2 separate regions of the Sus scrofa genome follow, and region 2 is linked to region 1. A link is a contact called in public Hi-C data. All regions are on one chromosome and are shown on one strand. The core of a region is the stretch at or near the end of the contact, and the rest is flanking DNA. Distances in the headings are between cores, read along the strand shown. Region 1 holds the start of MZT1 (mitotic-spindle organizing protein 1). Region 2 holds the start of PIBF1 (progesterone-induced-blocking factor 1).

Evidence for each region. Hi-C and Micro-C count contacts between places; a contact is called where the count stands out from the background.
Region 2: a contact with region 1 is called in a Hi-C map of liver, with 3 times the contacts expected there. The contact joins the promoter of PIBF1 here to the promoter of MZT1 in region 1. A contact is called at or near these places in 2 of 5 promoter capture datasets (fetal liver and liver), 4 of 47 Hi-C or Micro-C datasets (heart right ventricle, liver and skeletal muscle) and 1 of 2 datasets of contacts at active chromatin or transcription factors (alveolar macrophages).

The regions. Positions count from the first base shown.
Region 1 is chr11:45,017,121-45,020,685 of Sscrofa11.1, reverse strand. It overlaps MZT1 (mitotic-spindle organizing protein 1), which reads left to right and starts at 1,677. Exons shown (of 3, transcript XM_003131018.5): 1 at 1,677-1,969. The coding sequence starts at 1,900. BORA (protein aurora borealis) reads right to left here and starts at 3,035. Exons shown (of 12, transcript XM_005668463.3): 1 at 1,997-3,035; 2 at 378-545. The coding sequence starts at 530.
Region 2 is chr11:45,074,233-45,077,797 of Sscrofa11.1, reverse strand. PIBF1 (progesterone-induced-blocking factor 1) reads right to left here and starts at 1,752. Exons shown (of 18, transcript XM_021065663.1): 1 at 1,250-1,752; 2 at 1-287. The coding sequence starts at 242. It overlaps DIS3 (exosome complex exonuclease RRP44), which reads left to right and starts at 1,825. Exons shown (of 21, transcript XM_003131019.5): 1 at 1,825-2,261; 2 at 2,851-3,008. The coding sequence starts at 2,034.

The DNA.
Region 1 (3,565 bases), core at 428-2,927:
CTGTGTTCAACCCAGAGCATTCAAATAATGTTTGCTGAATTTGTGAGAATAGATAATTAAACGACATGGCTTCTTCTCTATTACAGTGTTAGTACATATGTCATCAACCACATTATCTAGCTGAACCCACAGTTGTAGGAAACTAACACATTATCTATTACACTAACATGAAATCCTAAGTATGTAAAATAAAAAGAAATGCTAATTTAAAAAATCTGGTTAACTTATTTTTTGCCCAACAACTATATTATAATGAATGGTACAATTAAAAAGCACATTCCAGATACATATGTTCCAGGATAAATCACCTACTTATCTTGTAAAGTAAGATATTTACATTCAAAGCTATTTGTAAACACTAGTCAAGCATAACTTACTGGTAATTTTGTCGATTTAAAAACAGAAGGACTGGAGAGAGTTTGTTCATGGAGACTAGAATAATCACCAGGACTTTCGAAAGGATTTAAAACAGGGATCCTTCCTGGCGTTTCAGGTGTTATCTGCATTTTTGATTCTTTGACATCTCCCATAGCGCAGAGAGAAAACTAAAAAGAAATCATAAGTGTGTATAAAAGGACAAAGTTTCAGACATTCATTTTGACAATTAAAATATATTCAACGAACATTTCATAAAAGAATTAACTCAAAAGCTAGCACTCTTGGGATTTTTAAAAAATAGTTTAACAAGAGCTCCACATACATTTTCTCAAGGGTGATCCTCTAAATAACTTAGAAAGCTAGAGGGGGAAGGTGCTGGAGAGAGATTTTTGCAGAAAATCTACAAGCTCAGAGAATTTAAGTGGCTTACAAGTACCAGTCCAAATATGAGAGTTCCGGTCCACCTTCTAGGCAACTAAAGTTCACAACAGGCACAAAGCCTTTTTCAACTAAAGAATTTATACCTACAGTTTTTTTTTTTTAATTCATTATCTCAAGTCTCTAAGCACTTTGAGCATAATTCGGAGAGCCCAGTCATTTCCTAGAAAAATGCAATTACTAAACATCAGTTATTTACAGCAAGCAAATAAGAGACCAGGAAGCTTGTGCACCGTGCCCTTCTTGCACATTAAAGAGAGTGTGCCTGTTTAGGGCTAGGAAACTAACCGCTTTCGGCTGCCTTTTCTCGAACACCCTCGTTTCCCTAAGACCCCCAGGACAGAAGGCGAGACAATTATTTCCTGTCAAAGGAAGCTACAACCAGAGAAAAAGGACCTACTCCTTGGAAGGCTGATGTGCAGCTGGCCTCCTCGGGTGAAGAGCAGAGGAGGGCACTCACGCCGGTGTCATCGCCAGCCCTACTAGACCACTCTTTCTTGGCGCCCCTTCTTCCGCACCTACTCCCTGGCAGCTCCCATTCATCCCGGGAGAGCCGGCAGGCAGGTCCGGAGCTGGGCAAAGTGAGCTCTCCAATTCGAGACAGGAGGAAAAGCCAGGAACTACAGACAACGTACCTAGCTGTGTGTTTTTAAAAAAAAAAAAAAAAAAGAAAGCCCCCCCGCAAAGCGACTCCAGGACGCCCCGGGGGTGCCAGGCCGGCTCACACGACAGGCAGACTCTTTAACTCCCCGCTTCCGCGCTGTCTTAGGCCAACCAGGGCTCTGGCCCTGTGGGCGACTGGCCAATCGCGCCGCACCGCTGTCCGCGAACCAGCCAATCGAGTCGAGGCCGCGTAGTAAATTCGAATGGCAACTCCTCGCTTCGCATTCCGCGTAGAGTAACGAGGCTCCAAATTCAAATCAACGCAGCCTCACGCCGGCGACGGGCGCGAGGGGCGGGGCTGCCAGGCGTGGGCGGGGCCTGACCGGCGTGAGAAGGGGACGCGCGGTGTGATTGCCCAGGAGAAAGGAAGGCGCTCCAGTTCCGGGTCAGGCCCTTCGCTACCCTTCCTCGGCCTTCACCATGGCGGGTAACAGCGGCTCCGGGGCTGCGGCGGCGGCGAATCTGAATGCAGTGAGGGAGACCATGGACGGTGAGTGCCCGTTTCGCCCCCCTTTACCTTGCATCCGTTCCTTAAAGCCAGCGCCCCCAGGCGGGGGTGGGCCCAAAGGGACTTCAGGTCCACTTCCTGGCCTGATCTGCATCTTTGGGGAGTCTGTCAGGGCACCCCGCCAAGGCCGCGGGGCTGATGGCCTCATCCCTTCGGAGTCGTCTTTTCGCTCCTGCGTAGTTTGTCGCGCGCACAGCGTTGCGGCCCCACGTCAGCCCGGCGCGCGCTCAGCCTCTGTCGCGCTGGACCGCGCGCGCAGTCCGTGTCCAGCGTGCACATCCCACGCCCCCTCCCGCGCCTCTCTCCGGGTGCGACGCCCCCCTCCCCACGCCGTGGTCTTGCGTACCCGAATCCTGCCACCGGAACGCTCAGCCCACGCCCCCTCCCTATGCCACGCCCCCTCCCGCTTCGAGTTCCCGCGTCCTTCCTCTGGTGCGGGCCTTGCCAGCCCCGCCCAGCTGGCTCACTCCCTCTACTGCGGGGAGCGCCTCAGAAGCCTCTGCCAGACTTTAAGCCCCTCGCGGAGAGCGGCCTCACGTGTTTGGTCACCGCTACATCTTTTGTCCCTTGCACGTCAGCAGGCGCATTTTAAATAGACCGTGAAGGAACAAGTTGTGCGTTTATCAAAAGTGCAGCGGACCGGTTTAGTCTTGGAGCAGGTGATGCCTGTGTCGAGGGCTCTGGGCGTATTTACCTGTTTTTCGAGTCCCGAGCACGGGGGTAAAACCTACCCGCAAGTAGTAGAAAAATAATCGCGTGGAAGTTATCCTCTCCTCTCTGCCACTTTCTACCCCAGGTGGTGGTGGGCTTGGACAAGCTGCTTAGACATCCTTGAGCTTGCTTTCCTCCCCCGCCCCCCGTAAAACGAAGTTACCTAGAGTTGTGTGAATATTTAAATAAAAAACCAAGTAAGGGCATCTCAGAGATAGTTAAAAGATAGTTCCTGTACTTTGTGTATAAGATGTTATCCCACTTGCGGACGCCTCATTTGCGTCCCCCTGTATATGAGGATTTGATGCATGTTAAAACTTTGCATTTTCCAGAGGATACCACCTCACCTTCTAATTCTGTCAAAACTAGAAATTTTCACAGGTAAGCATTGTCAGCCTTCATGCCTCATCTCTGTCTCACTGTAAGGTCCATTTCCTATCAGAGCCACTCTTTGTGGAGACTTCTGATAATGCTTCTGCCTTTTTTTGCACTGGCTGGCTGCTCTCCTTTTCAAAAAGACTTCTTTATATTATTAGCGCTTTGGGGTCTAATATTTTACTTAGTTGCTGCTTTGCTATTTTTCTGAAAAATAGACTTTTTTTCTTAACTCCGTATTCAGCCTGTTTCCCATCCTTATTGATATATCATAGCTTATTAGGTGTTAAGTGGATTTGTTTACATGGTAACTATATGTGAACAACGTTATGGTCTTAGATATCCATGCTTGGAAGCCAGTGTGGTTTTTGAACAGGATGGAGGGTATATGAAGCCTGACTTGTAGGCAGTTTTCTTTATGTTAGCTGTGCTTAGGTTCCTTAATTATATGGCCACAATATCCCATTTGAATAGAAAACTGACATTTTCTCT
Region 2 (3,565 bases), core at 503-3,002, 57 kb before region 1:
TAATCCACTTTCAAATTGTCGATCATCATATTTTTCTGTGACAGCTCTATTTTCAATAACTGAATATTATGAAGCAGTTCCTTCCGTTCAATTAGCTGCCTGGTGATTTTGATTTTACCGTCTCGCTCTTCTGATGAGGAAATATCATCTGTAGGAACTGTTGTTTCTAAACTAATATCTTCAGATTCCAAAGAGCTAGAGATGTTCAATTTTTTTGATGACTTGGCAACTTTTCGGGACATTTTTAATTATGACTCACTCTTCTTCTCCAATTCTATTTCGATTTTCTGTAGGTTGAAAAGTATTGATTTAAATGTACTCAAACATGCTCTGTGGAAAGCATCAGTATCAGAGATACTAAGGGTTCCTGAAGTAGTTAATAGGCAAACAGGAGGATCCCTAAATCTAAGACAGATTGGTAATTACTGCTCAGATCAAACATATTAAATCAAACTCATTAAATCCTATTATAAACCCATATTTTGATGATTGAAAAAATCCAAGAGTTCCCTGGTGGCCTAGAAGTTAAGGATTCTGCACTGTCACTACTGTAGCTTGGGTTCCATCCTTGGCCCCCCAGAACCTCTGCACATCAAGGGCCCGGCCAAAAAAAAAAAAAAATTCCTGGTACGTCTCTTGGAATAAACAAGGAAATGTATGAGATAAACAATAAAGCCCTAAATAGCTAGTACCCAAGCATGCTACTAATAAAAGGAGCACATGTTCAAGACCAGGACGTTACTTCTGAGTTGGTCTGGGGAAAATTAAACAGAGGTAGGACTTAGAATCTTGAAGGATTTGGAGAGGAGCAATAAAAAAAAAAGCATGCAGGTATTAAGATTGGTGTAGAGGTGGTGAAAGTGTAGAACAACAGAGGGCGATGGTGGTAGTCTGGCTGGACCAAGTCTACGTGAATTTGAGCAGCGAATCCACCCACCCCTTCCCACCCCCAACCCCCTCAGCACAAACACACCGAAGGGCTATGCCCTATACATAGTCAAGCCTATGGACGGCCGTGAATGTTTCAGTCTGTGAATGTTTCAGTCTGTTCGAAATCTACTCTACAGGCAGTGAAGCATCACCAAAGGTTTTTAAAAGGGAAATAGTGATAGAAAACATATTGACAGATAGAAATATCAAAACAAGAGGAAAAAGAAAAATCCCTCAATCTAAATCGAACTTCTCACCTTTCACAAAAATTTCAGCAACTCCCTTGTTTTAATAATACACGATATAATAAATTACTTACGGTATTGTAGATACCAGTTCTTCTTAATGAATGATTACAAAAAAAGGTGCATGTATGGAGGGCAACGTAAGAACTTTGGTTGGATCCGCTCCTCTCGATTACAAAGAGAAGAGGTAAGCAAAGGTGAGATCAAAGACAGGCAACATCACCTGGAATACAAAGGGTCGGGACTAGCACTGCCCACTCGCGCGGCGTGAAGAATAAAACCCGAATTTGGCCGCAACAGAGGATTTCTCGTCCCATGTGAAAAAGGAAGGGGAAGCTTCAAATACTCCACATCAAAAGCTGAAGCAGCCACCACAGCCGCCACTTAGGGAGCCGAAGAAGTCTGCAGACAGCAGCTCGTGTTGCAGACCCTCAACAAGGAATTTCAGGCAAGGAACCGTTAGGATCCGTAACCAAGACAACCATTTCCACGCCGGGAGAAGGACGGAGGAACCTGCAGCAGACGGATGCCCACGCCACCGGAACTCAGCCCTCCCGGTTCCACCCAGGCGCGGGAAGCAATGCATGCTGGGAGCTGGAGTCCGGAGGCAGGCCCACCTTCTTCACCGGCGGAAATGGCTCCGGACTCCGCCCACCTGCCTGCTTCTTCCAATCCTCGCAGCCCTCAGAGAGCCAACCAACCTCAGTCTCGAGGTTTTCCCGCGAGAAGGTTTTACTAATATCCTGGAGGCTACAGGGCGAAATTCCGGGTGAAGTGTAGTTGTGCGCCAGGAATCCGAGCTTGAAACTTTCGCCGGAAGACAGCTGCAGAAGTTGGGATCACGCGCGGCGAGGCAAGATGCTCAAGTCCAAAACTTTCTTAAAAAAGACGCGGGCTGGAGGCGTGATGAAGATCGTGCGGGAGCATTACCTGCGAGATGACATCGGCTGCGGTGCTCCCGGTTGCGCGGCGTGCGGCGGTGCGCATGAGGGACCTGTCCTCGAGCCTCAGCCCCTGGACCCGGCCAGCAGCCTCTGCCCGCAGCCACACTATTTGCTGCCTGATACCAACGTGTTGCTGCACCAGGTGCGCCAGTAGGAGGGCGAACTGCTGACACCCTGGCCCCACCAAGAGAAAGGGGTATAACGGTTAGGGAGACTGAGGCCCAGGGAGGAGCGTCTTGGGCATCATTGCGTACGTAGGGAGAGGCAAACCCCATCGGGATTCATGCCTCCTGCCCCCCAGGCCGAGGTTCTTTTCTATGTACTGTTATTTTTAAGTTCTTGGAGTTATAAGAATTTTAGTTTAGATACATTAATTTGCTAACTCCTGATGTCTCTTCTGCCTTAGATTTTAATATCTGGAGGCCGGGGACCTGGCCTTCTGTGGCCTCCAGCTTGCGACCCTCAGGCAGCTTGTAAGTGCCTACGAACGAAAACTATGTGGGCCAACGTATTTCTTTATTAGTGGAGTTCTACAAAGTTTTGTAATTAGTCTATTTACGTGTACTCATATTTATCGACCTGAAGGGTTTTCTATTGCAAAATAGCTCCTTAGTTTAATGCATATTTAATGTTTTTTTTTAACTGCCAGGGTTTTATGTTCAACAGAAAGACTGTATGATTGAACATGGGAAAAATTAAGTCTTTTACTTATTATTTATTTGTTTTTAAAGATTGATGTTCTCGAGGACCCTGCGATCAGGAATGTCATTGTACTACAAACAGTTCTCCAAGAAGTGAGAAATCGGAGTGCTCCTGTATATAAACGAATCCGAGACGTGACTAATAACCAGGAGAAGCATTTCTATACATTTACTAATGAGCACCACAGGTAGGGGAAAATTATGTCAATTATATGAAAACTGTAGAATTAGCTAAACTGGAGGGAGAGTTCCTGGTGGCAATTTGTGACATTGTCAGAAGGTAACACCATAGATTTTATATTCTTCAGAATATTATTTAGTTCCTAAAAGTTTTATAACTGATCACTCTGAGGATGATGAGGTTAAAAAATAGAATCCTTTGTGTTTCAGATTCAAGACCTTTGTTATGTTTCACTTAATGTGTTTGAACTTAATGTGCGGTCTTAGAAAATATGATTTTGGGTATTTTTATGTTATATAAGTAATGTGTGATGAATCCTAGTTTACTTTTGTTGGGTCAGGGTTTCTCAGTGTTAGTACTGTTGACATATTGGACTGGATAATTCTTTGTTGTGGGAAGGCTGTCTTCCGCATTGTAGGATGTTTAGCAGCGTCCGTGGCCTATACACAGTAGAAGCCAGTAGCAAACCTCCCCTCCCCCACTGAGTTGTACCTACCCCAAAAGCCTCCAAATTTGTGAGATATCCCCTGGGGCAAAAATCACTCCCCTAATTGAGAGATTCTG